Regions from separate parts of the Danio rerio genome. Here region 1 is linked to region 2. The links are chromatin contacts, called in public Hi-C maps. All regions are on one chromosome and are shown on one strand. The core of a region is the stretch at or near the end of the contact, and the rest is flanking DNA. Distances in the headings are between cores, read along the strand shown. Region 1 overlaps mthfsd (methenyltetrahydrofolate synthetase domain containing). Region 2 holds the start of mthfsd (methenyltetrahydrofolate synthetase domain containing).

Region 1 (6,484 bases), core at 159-2,658, 35 kb before region 2:
ATTCCACAATGGTCAAAATACATAGAGAGTAAAGAAATGAAAAACCCCACTAATATAATTATATGGGAAATGCTGGTGCTGTAAGAATAATCAATAAATAATAAGACCATCTGTCTTGAAAAGAATCATGATAGTGAGGAGAAACTTTTTTTTTCTCCCACCAATATTAAAAACAAGTACAGGGATGAAACTCTTAACTGGATTTGGCAAGATGGCGGATCTACAACCTATGAAATTCTTAACTCAGCCTAGCCTGCTCAAAAGTGACAACTTTGGTTTCAATCAGATCTAAAAAGGAAATAAAGTGAATATTAGCAAATCAATCTAACTGTCACAACACAGGTAGGATGAGAGAGAAGAAAGCACAAACCAGAATGTTTATTGACACAGATTCAAGATTCAGATATGAAGAGTCTTTGCTTATCTTGTTTGATTGGACATAATATATTGGACATATATATATATATATACATACACACACGCACACATTTTATTATAGAAATAAATTATGCGAGTCATGCAGACATTTAAACACCCAATATCCAGATGATTTAATGCAGTGCAGAAGTTTCAGACACTTCTGAAGTATCAAAATCACTGCCCAAATGTTTGTGGATGCAGTCTTTTTTATCTAATAGGAGTGAGGTTGTACACACTCTGCAGGTCCAGCTTGGAGAAGATACTCTTCACCAACTGCTTCCACAGACACATAGATATGGGAGCATTAAAATAATTCAAGAAGCATTTTAAATTTGTTTAAATTTAGTCAATTGATTCTTGAATAAACTGCAAAAAGTTGTAGGCTTTTGCTGTATTTAACAAAAATAAATTGTTAAATGCGATAAGTGACCAGTGTAATGCTAACAGCTGATTGGCCTGCAAAGTGATGTCAAAGCTACTCATTTGAATTTTTGTAATGATTCGATGCCAAAACAGATGATCATGCAAACAGAACAAGCTTATAATGCCAAACAGCATAAAACTACTATCTACTGTATTTAACTGACACATTCAGGTAATGTTATTCACAAAAATTAACTCCATGAAAGAAAAAGCAAAGCAACAACTAGATACAAACATGTAGTGATACAAGCAAACGTGATACAATGTAAAAAGTTCTTCAATTGTGTTGTGTATAGTATTTATTTTAAAAAGTATATTTCTTCCAATAAATTGATTGTCTTTTTTAATTCATTTAAGTTTTACATAAATAAAAAGTGTGATTGCTTGTCTTAAGTATTCAAAGTTAATCTTAATTTGTTAATTAAATATTACAATGGATTATGTATTTTTTTAGTTATACAGTCTGCAGATATATTACCATAAAAGCTTTCTGTGTCATTGACTCCTGGCGTAGTGAGTTTTGTGCATACTTGGCTCAAGCTGTATTGGTCCTGGTGGCAGTATGACCTGAGAAACGTTCCGATCTCCTGGATTTTGCACTCAGTCTGGCCGTTAGTCTGGGTATGATAACCAGAGGAGAGATTAAAGGGCACCTATGGTAAAAAAAAATCTACTTTTGAAGCTGTTTGGACAGACAGGTGTGTAAGTATAGTGTATAGACAGTCATATTGGGGTGATATAAAAAATACTCAGTCCTTTTTTTTCAATTTAACAACATAAAAACGGTGGACCAAATGGAGCAGTTTTCAAAGCGACAGCAACTTGACGTAGGAGTGCGGTCCCCCCACCCACCAATATTGATTGACTTCACCATATCTTCAATTTGTTGATTCATGTCCACCATTTTTAGCGGGAGTCAAAGCGATATTACTAAAGGAACATCCTTGCTCTATTTTTAGATGCCCGGTCTCATTGGGCTCAAAACAAGATCAACATTCACCAGTTAATTGCTATAATCGGAATTATTGATTGTATCTTGAGGCAGGTTTGCAAACATGTGTACTTTTCATTGCGTCTACCTTAAACTTCAGCCATTTGCATTTCTCGAGGTCACAGAAGCTTCCTGTGATCTTAAGTAGGTGCAGCTGGAAAAGTGCATGCGCGTTTCTCTCCATTGTAAAAAAAATAAACTTGCCTGCAGGTCGCACACCAGAAGCGCTGCTCTGCGTGGCACGACGCTGATGCAGCGCCATGCATTTTAAAATTCTAAACATAGGTTTCTATCAGGGTACACACAATGGACAGCGGACAGCCACCGACTTTAAGCACCGGTGTGTTTAGAAGAGTTCTAAAAGGCGTGGTGCGGCGAATCGGCACTCTTCATGTTTCTGCCATGCCACATAGAGTATCCGGTGTGCCATGTCGCAGCGCATCCGGTACCTCAGTCAAGCTCAGCACTTTAAACTAGCACACAGTTGTCTGTAAAACTATACAAAGAAACAAATGATTGTGTACTTTCTGCTTGGTCTGGGTAAGAATCGCCTGTAAAAATTGGCAAACCCCAGAAACCGCTGGACCGCCTTGCAACTGTCTGGGGTGAGCCAATCCGCAACAGCTTTTACCTTGGCAGGATCCATTCGCAATCACTCGGGCGACAAAACAAACCCCAGGAACGAAACCGACGGTGTATGGAACTCACACTTCTCCACCTTGGCGAATAGACGATTCTCCAGCAGCCGCTGAAGCACCCGCCTGACGTGCTGGACATGCTCCTGTTCATTCTGGGAAAAAATCAGAATGTCATCGAGACAGATGAACACAAAGCGATTTACCATGTCCCTGAGCACTTCATTGACGAGTGCCTGGAAGACCGCCGGTGAATTCAAGAGCCCAAAGGGCATAAAAAGATACTCAAAATTTACATTTACATTTAGTCATTTAGCAGATGCTTTTATCCAAAGCGACTTACAAATGAGGACAAGGAAGCAATTTACACAACTAAGAGCAACAATAAATAAGTGCTATAGGCAAGTTTCAGGTCTGTAAAGTCTAAGAAGGGAAGTATTAGTATTTTTTTTTTTTTTTTGGGTACAGTTAGTGTGATATTCAGAGAGGCAATTGCAGATTAGGAAGTGAAGTGGAGACTAAATAGTTGAGTTTTTAGTCGTTTCTTGAAAATAGCGAGTGACTCTGCTGTTCGGATGCAGTTAGGGAGTTCATTCCACCAACTGGGCAGATTGAGCGTGAGCGTTCACGAAAGTGATCTCTTCCCTCTTTGGGATGGAACCACGAAGCGACGTTCATTCACAGAACGCAAGTTTCTGGAGGGCACATAGATCTGCAGAAGTGAGAGCAGATAAAAAGGAGCAAGGCCAGTCGGCGCCAGTGGTGTAGTGGTTAGTGCGTCGACATATGCACTCCGGTGCTCGCGGCGACCTGGGTTCGATTCCGCCTCACGGTCCTATGCCGATCCTTCCCCTCTCTCTGCTCCCCATGCTTTCCTGTATATTCTCTACTGTCCTTTCAAAAATAAAGGTGAAAAACCCCTAAAAAATAATTAAAAAAAAAAAAAAAAGGAGCAAGGCCAGAAGTCACTTTGTAGGCAAACATCAGAGCTTTGACCAGTAGGGGTGTTGAAGGCGATCTTTCATTCGTCCCCCTCCCTCATCTGAACTAGGTGGTAGGCGTTGCAGAGATCTAATTTAGTAAAGATGGTTGCCTCCTGCAGGAGGTCGAAGGCCGATGACATCAGTGGCAATGGATAACGGTTCTTTACTTTGATATCATTCAATCCCCGATAATCAATGCAGGGGCGCAGAGATCCATCTTTCTTCTCCACATCTCTATCAATATGAGGGTTATGCTTGACTAGCCAGGTGTGACCCAACACTAGTGGAGCCGTGGGAGAGTGAATAAGGAGAAACTGTAACTGCTCCACGTGATTGCCTGAAAGTGTGAGTGTACGGGGAATTAGTGTGAGTGCAGTGTGTTATAACAGCTAGGTGAGAGCCGCAAAGTGTTTTGGCTGAAATGGGGTTATCCAGAGTGACCATAGAAATAACCAGTCGTTTAGCAAAGTTTAAGTCCATAAAGTCTCCTTCCGCACCGGAATCAATAAGGGCAGACACCTGCTTAACAAGACTCTTAACATTTAACCTGGCTTGGAGTGACGCCCGACCCCTGGGCAGTGCACGTGTGTTCATCGTGCTCACCGTTACTCCGCCCTTAGATGGCTTACGCCGCTCTCTGACAGGGCACGCGGCCACCTGATGTCACGAGCAAAGCAGAGGTGAACTCAAATGCAGAAAAAACAAAGTCTTTATTTAAGTAGAGGGTCTCAGGAAAAGCAACAAAACTAAGGTAGCCCAGATGGGTGAATGCTGGGGAAGCATCAAAGAAAAAAACTCCAAAACAACGGGACGCTTGCTCACTGGGAGTCCTGGACACAGATACAGGGTGAATAACATAATGCATCACACAGACACACAAGCGACAACATACTGACAAACATGAAGGGAAATGACGTGCTATAAATAGGGAAAAAGGGAATGAGAAACAGATGGAAAGAATTAGCCGAAATGACTGCTGTTTCTGTGTCTGCGAATAAAAGCAGGCAAAAAAGGTAATCTGTAACACTAAGTAGAGGAAAGTAGCAAGAACGTGTGCAAGTACGGTGACAAGAAGAAGCTGGAACCTGCTGGTCAGGTGGATGGTTGAATGAATCCTTGCTGGAACAGTTTGGAAATGTATTCCTCCATTGCCTTGCCCTCCGGGATGGACAGGGGGAAAATCTGCCCCTTAGGGAGTTTATATCCAGAAAGAAGGTAGATGGCACAGTCCCATGACCGAAGGGGTGAAAGTTTGGTAGCTGCCTGCTTGCTAAATACATTCTGTAACGACAAGTAATCAGGTGGGATATCTACATGGGAAGTAGCAGTCAGGCTTTCAATATTGGACGCAGCGACAAGAAGCGACAGTTATACATACAATTCTTTCTCCAGTGGAGAATTTCACAATCTTCCCACCTGATTTCTGGAGAATTGAGTGCCAGCCATGGATGTCCCGAGATACTTCCAGTACCAGAAAGCTCACTTCTTCCTGATGGAGACAACCAATTTGGAGCATTATCTTAGGGGAGCAATACCTGACCCTTCCTCTTCCTAGTGGTTTTTCTTACAACCAAGTTTTGGTGTTTGTGGTATTGACACTGGAGCAGGAGCTGATCAAGATATTACTGGGATGTAGAAGTCCAGAGGATCCTGAATACATTAAAGCGGAGACAGAATAAGACATTTTAGGGGTGACCGTTCATTCATTTTCTTTTTAGCTTAGTCCCTTAAATAATCTGGGGTCACCACGGCGGAATGAACCACCAACATATCGAGCGTATGTTTTGTGCAGCGAATGCATCACTGGGAAACATTAATACGCACTCATTCACACTCATACACTACGGACAATTAAGCCTACCCAATTCACCTATACCACGTGTCTTTGAACTTGTGGGGAAAACCGGAGCACCCAGAGGAAACCCATGCGAACATGGGGAGAACATGCAAACTTCACACAGAAACGTCAACTTACCCAGCCGAGGTTCAAAACAGCAACCTTCTTGCTGTGAGGCAAATGTACGACCCACTGTGGAACTGTGCAGCACCATGGGTGACCAGGCAGTAATGAGATTTAAAGGGCACCTAGGTTACCCCTTTTTTCAAATTTAATATAAGTCTTTTGCGTCTCTAGAATGTGTATGTAAAGTTTCAGCTCAAAACACCAATCAGATTTTTCATTATACCATTGACTAGATCCTGTTTTATACATCTTTCCACCAGGGGGTCGTTTTGTTATACTGCCCTCAGCTGCGTCAGACAACAGACAGACTTAAAGGAAGAAGGTCTCATGCAGCGTTTGTGCGAAATAATACAGTAAGAACTTTACCAATGAGTATTTGTTGTGCAGTTGCATTGATGAGTGACACGCAATATTGTTACAAAGTTTACGCACACACACGCACACACACACGCACACACACACACACACACACACACACACACACACACACACACACACACACACACACACAGAGATACACATTGTGATGGGCTGAAGAATCACACGACAAGAGAATTCAAGTTTAGATCCCAGATGGTGGATTTATTTAAAATGGTCCACGTGTGCAAGATTCAAAGGGGTGCTCCAGCAGCGGGTGATGTTCTTTTAACAGTGGGGTGCTCAGTGTCCGTGAGGTGGTTCTAGAAAACCGATCAGTCACCAACTGCTGTCTGAAGAAAAGAAAGGGAGAATAAGCTTTACTGCTCTGTTTCCTTCGTATGCTTCCCCCCTTCTGGTTCTCTCGGTGTGGCTTATGTAGCCGGTCTTGGATGAGTTGCAGCTGGTGCTGATTAGTTGGGAACGGGAGGCCCCAGGTGTTCCTCGTTCCTCTCCAGGACGACGCTGATAGCTCCATGGGATGCTAGTCACACTCTCCCCCCCTAAGTGACATCCTGGTCCTGTGGATGACATGAGACAGTAGGGGAGAATTAGGGGGTGGGTGTGGAGTGACTCCTGACAGACCTGCAATAGCCGCCCAGATGCGAGAGAGTCCATCAGCGTTGGCAGTCCCGGCCCTGCGACGCACAAT
Region 2 (6,243 bases), core at 2,023-4,522:
TGTGAAGCTCACGATTACATGTGTTCATGTGACCACAAGTGAAGTTTATGTGACCACATGTGAAGCTCACGACCACATGTGTTCATGTGACCACATGTGAAGTTTATGTGACCACGTGGACAACATGTGAAATTCATGTGGCCACATGTGGACAACATGTGAAGTTCATAGGGCCACATGTGATCACCTTTGACCACATCTGAAGTCAATGTGAACTTTTTCAAAAAATGTTTGAAAATGGAAAACGATGAGGGAGGTAAATATATTTTTTGTTTTAATATGGTTTCTATAGGAGGACAAACAATCTTAACGTTTTCCAATGCTGTAAAAGTGTGTAGAATATTTAATTTCAACATTTCTGTCAACAAAGATTTGCGTCATAGCCTGCGACACACGTTTCTATCAGCAGGGCGGGATGCCAGGCAGGTAGCTGTTGTAAACAAACCGGCGGCTGTGTGATGCGCCATGGAGCGCAAGCTGTCTTTGCCAAAGATGTACAGCGGGGCACGCTTTCTCATTTTCCCTCCCTGAGAGAATTCAAAGAAGCCCATCCCGATCACTCACTCAACGGTGATTATTTACAAGGTGCGATCGTTGATATGCAAACTGCATTTGGGAGCAGATTTTGCGAGTTGCGAAAGGAAAAAACGAGACTGTCTTTCCTTTACACACACCCCTGAAGATTGACCCTTCCTTGTTGAACACATTCCCAGGAATGACTCGAGCTGATCTTGAAATGGAAATGGCAGGCTGCGTTTTATTGCACTGTTTGTTGCTCAGATAAGGGGCACGTTGTGCACGTTCATTTTGATGTTGTTTTTTTGAATCCTCAAAATAAAAAAAAACATTAAAAAATCTGATTTCTTTAATTTCATCAAAGCAAAACATAATGCAATAATATTGTAATGAAGTTAAACTTGAACATTAAACATAATTCATTAATATTGTAATGAAGTTAAACTTGATCATTAAACATAATTCATTAATATTGTAATGAAGTTAAACTTGATAATTAAACATAATTCATTAATATTGTAATGAAGTTAAACTTGATAATTAAACAATTCATTAATATTGTAATGAAGTTAAACTTGAACATTAAACATAATTCATTAATATTGTAATGAAGTTAAACTTGATAATTAAACAATTCATTAATATTGTAATGAAGTTAAACTTGAACATTAAACATAATTTATTAATATTGTAATGAAGTTAAACTTGATAATTAAACAATTCATTAATATTGTAATGAAGTTAAACTTGATCATTAAACATTTCATTAATATTGTAATGAAGTTAAACTTGATAATTAAACATAATTCATTAATATACTGTAATTAAGTTAAACTTGAGATGGCATCGTACAACAGAGTAGTCACGTGACACGTCATTCTCTACAGGATGAACTGCACGGAAATGAACATTTAACCATGAAGGCTCAGTATGTATTTGTAGCCAACGAAGTCATTTTTATAGTATGCTATTATAGCTAATATAAATACATACAGCATGTGTTGCCATCATTATAAGGCTTATATAAAGCTTTTAATTTTTTGCGGCTCCAGACATATTTGTTTTTGTTTTTTTTGGTCCAGTATGGCTCTTTCAACATTTTGGGTTGCCGACCCCTGGTCTAGTCCCTCCCTCCTGGTTTACTCATTATTAGTTTGTCATGTTCACCTGTGTGTCAATTTACTTTTTGCTTTATAATCCCCCTCATGTTTTCAGTCCGTTGCCAGTTCGTCGTAGATTGTTTCCTGTCTTGTTGTGTCCAGCCCTGTCTTGTCCTGCCAGTCTAGTCAAGTTTGTTTGTTCGTTTATTTGTTTTATTAGAGTTTTCCCCCTCGGGGTTGTTTGTTTTGCCTTTTTGTTTTTATTTTATTCTTAATAAACACCCATTATTACCCATCCTCGCTCCTTTTTACCCTCACTGAACGTGACAGTACTTAGATTAGTAATGAATCTGTACTAAGACTGGTGACTTAGGGAAAGTAAACATTTTCATTTTATACATAATAACTGTAAGGTCACACTATATGACAACTTTAGGCATAAATGTAGCAAATTTGTGAATATATCCTCTTTTCCAATAATAAAACTAAAAGACCACATATGTTTTTTTTTTAAATGTAAGTCAGTACAACACTTTTTTAATATTTAATTTTCAAAAGATTTTTTAAAATAATCTGGCTTTTATGTCAACCACCTAAATATGGATTCAGTACTGCATAATAAAAATTAAAAAGGCACAATCAGGAAAGACAAGCCTTGTGCATTATAGGGAATAATATTCTGAATATTTTACAGTTGATTTCATAGATTTATCTGAAATGATGTTGTCCTTACTTGATTTTTTTTTTACTATTTAATACACACGTAACAAAAATGGTTTTGAAATACATGAAATACTTATTCTGAGTCTTCTAATTCTTCGGCTGCTATGTCTTTGTGCAATAACCATTTCTTGTGGTTAAATGGTTTAAATTTATTTTGATTAAATTATTTAACACTTTAAATGTAAAATTAAGCCTTGTGCAAAATAAAGGGCATGTGTCTATTTGATGCAGTTTGTTTTTTAAGCAATAATAATTATTTATTAAATTATTAATTAATTGCATTTTATTCAATTATTCATTAATTGTATTTTATTATTGTCTCCCCTAACCCAGACAGCAGAGTAAAGTATACTGTGTATTATTCATATTATTTATTAAATTACCCATTACATTGTTTTTGATTAACATCTACTCCTACATGCACAGTACTGTAAACTTAACAAATTATAAAGTAATACATACTGTTTCATATCATTTCCAAAGAATGTAAACAAGCAAATAAAATTCTCTTGGTTTAGTCTTTGCTGATATTTTTTAAATTGTGTTTACATAAATCTATCAAGCTAGCCAAATTTTTTAGTTGTTTGTGCGTTAAGTAATCTCTGTGCTTAACATTAGACTGTGCTGCGTAACTTTACAGTACTACCAATTTACTAAAGCATTTCTCATTAATACAGCTAAAATGGAAAAATTCACCACTGCTCGTGCTCCTAAAAATCTTTACAATGGTCTGGTGCTCCTAGTACACAATATGTTTTTTTTTTTTCTGGAGCCCTGTAAATAAATAAATACAAACTTACCTTGGTTAATTTTTATGACGGGCTCCATTATGCAGAGAAGTTCACGGACCTTAATTTAATTAGGTAATTGTAATGATAGACAAGACAGGACAAGAGCATGTATAACACGTTATGTTCTTGTTTCTTCTTTTTCCATTTCTGTCAAACCACACTCAGTTATCAGTGCATCACTGCCATCTGCTGGTGAGATAACAAAGTCCCACACTATCTTCAAAGCCAGAAGCCCAAGCAAACAGCACTGTGTACGAACATCTACTTAATATTTCATCATAACCTACAGTCCAACATTTTATAGTTCAGTATATTCATCAAAATAAAAAAAAAAATCTTAATATGTATAAAATTGGTAGTATTGTAAAATCATGTTGACATTCTTGTCATTCCAACTGGCGATAATGCTGCTAAATAGTCATCAAACAAGAAGAAGATAACTGATCAATGTTCAATGATCAATTGGGTAAATTGTCCGTAGTGTATGTGTGTGACTGAGTGTGTATGGATGTTTCCCAGTGATGGGTTGCAGCTGAAAGAGCATCTGCATAGTCAAACATATGCTGAATAAGTTGGTGGTTCATTCTGCTGTGGCGACCCCAGATTAATAAAGCGATTACGCCAAAAAGAAAATAAATGAATGAACAATTTATGGACACTCAAGGCATCCATGATCCTTTGGACAAGGAAGTTGTTTGGTGTCACAGAATTACAATTGGAGGCTTGGAGTTTGATTTAACTATAAATGTATATAGGCTTAGTATTTTTTATGCAACTGTACATTTTTAAAAATAAAGAGATAAATAACAACAAAGAGTTATAAATAAAATAACTCTAGAATAAATGAAAATTACAAATACAAAAACCTGAAAGTGGTTCAGCCTGGCCTGGATTGTGTGATCAGGATTGTGTGTCCTGTAACGTGGGTGGGTCTGCTAGTTTGCAGCTGGTAACACACGAAATCTATAGACAAATTACCATGTTTGTAAACATTCAAGATGCACACACAGCGAGGATGCAGAAAAAAAAAAAAAAACGAAAGCACTAGCATTTACAGCGAGGGAATGACATCCAATGTGGTACATAGTTAGCTGATGTTTTAGAAATGTATTTATATATATATATATATATATATATATATATATATATATATATATAATTTACATAATGCTTTCAGCTTATTATAACAGCTTGTTACCCATTAATAAACACAGTTATTCGCAAAATTAACAGTAAAGTGAGCAGTGTTCTTCTGACAGGTCCATTTGCGATAGCCCCCTCCTAATGGATATTGGATGAGAAGAAATGGCCAAGCATCCAGCCCCAAATATACAATCATTAAAGCTCCAAGTGTTTTTACATAAGAGAAGATCACCAGATTCAAAACTTTGTAGAGTTCAAAATTGAGGTTCTGACTAGCCAAAGACAAGGAAAGAAGACGGAGCTATACAAGGCCTGGGTAATTATCAACAAGCAAAACTGCATTGACAGCAAACTGCACCTGTATGGCAGGGTATGCGAACTTGCACTTTTACGTTTCATTCTTAGCATGTAGTGTCCGCAGCTTAATTAACCACATTTAACTGTTTTTGCTGAAATCATTGCTGCAATCAAGAACAAGTAACATGTATGATTCTGTTTAGCGTGAACTTACAGTACCTAATATGAAATGAAAACTGCAGAGGCCAGCATTATTAATTAGGTCATCACTTTATTTAGCTCGCTTTTTTGTCAAAGACGCTGCGGTTGGCATTAAAAGCAGTGTGGTGTACAGTAAAAGTTATGTTTTCCATTTGGCATCCTACGGCACAACACGACATGTTTTCTATTGCAACCGGGAACCCGTGTGATGTCATGTGTGACGTAGGTTGGTAATTCCTCTATTTGTAATATTTATTCATTCATTCATTTTCTTTTCAGCTTAGCACCTTTATTAATCCAGGGTCGCCACAGCAGAATGAACCGCCAACTTTGTTTTTTACGCAGCGGATGCCCTTCCTGCCACAACTCATCCCTGGGAAACTTTAACACACACTCATACACTACGGACAATTTAGCCTACATTACTTCACCAGTACTGCATGTCTTTAGACTGTGGGGGAAAACGGAGCACGCGAACGTAGGGACAACTTGCAAACTCCACACAGAAACGCCAACTGACCCAGCCAAGGCTCGAACCAGCAACCTCCTTGCTGTGAGGTTACAGCCATACCTACTGTGCCACTGCCTCGCCCGTAAATAATAAATGTAAGTAAACTTTATTTTGTCCTCTCAGATATTGTTTTAGGAGGCCTCTGATGTAGTAATTAATGATTTTTTATTATTTCTGTAAGTTTTTAGAGAAATGTAATATTGCAAAGTTGGGCCGAGTTATGAGCACAATTTCTGTATTTGTAGTCACTTTGTCTGAACAGGTATACAGAGCATTTAAAAATTTGTTTGCAGGGTTATTTACTTACTTAGCCCCATAACAGTATGTCATAAGTAATAATCACACACCAACCATATTTTTTATTAATAAGCATTTATTAATAAAAATATTTGGAAAATATATTTGGTCACAATCAATGTGGATTAAATGTGTTTACTTTGCATTGATAGTGTCCAAGGCAGTTCTTTTCCCCTGAAATGCACAAGCAACACAAATGAGGTTGTTGTCTGTTTAAGTCATGTAGTTCAGAAATGTGAAGGTGAGCTTTATCACAACATCACCTGACAGCCCAAGTTATTCCTTGATACACCTCAAAATCATAGAACATGCCAGAGATTCAAGATCTCACCCACAGTTTGAAGCCCCATAGGTGTGGTTTGCGATGAATATATTGTTTAATGTTATGAATCTCCTCTTGAAAAGAATAATCATTTCATCCACAGAGTTGTGTTCTTTAGGTACCACCTGCAGGCATCTCTCTCTAAATGAATTTAGCCACAGTCTGAGTTTTCAGAGTTTGTCCTTCTTTTCCATCTCTGATACAGTCAAATTGTTTATCAAGTGTACTGTGTTTCTTCCACCCAATACATATGGACGCCAGACATTTGCATTGGACCCATCTACGGGTACATCTTCTCTGTACATTCTCTGAGTCACTTGCATCCATTTCTAAATTGCTCTC

What was found. Hi-C and Micro-C count contacts between places; a contact is called where the count stands out from the background.
Region 1: a contact with region 2 is called in a Hi-C map of an unstated tissue, with 4 times the contacts expected there. The contact joins the enhancer-like site here to the promoter of mthfsd in region 2. A contact is called at or near these places in 2 of 18 Hi-C or Micro-C datasets (skeletal muscle and an unstated tissue).

What each region holds. Positions count from the first base shown.
Region 1 is chr18:32,499,620-32,506,103 of GRCz12tu, reverse strand. All of the region lies in intron 1 of mthfsd (methenyltetrahydrofolate synthetase domain containing), which reads right to left. Among named protein-coding and RNA genes, the nearest start is that of mthfsd, 33 kb to the right of the region's middle. Within about 2 kb of position 1,408, at least 3 of the 62 cell types and tissues checked have an H3K27ac peak or open chromatin away from gene starts, as enhancers often do.
Region 2 is chr18:32,466,425-32,472,667 of GRCz12tu, reverse strand. It overlaps mthfsd (methenyltetrahydrofolate synthetase domain containing), which reads right to left and starts at 3,272. Exons shown (of 8, transcript NM_001045099.1): 1 at 3,140-3,272. The coding sequence starts at 3,167.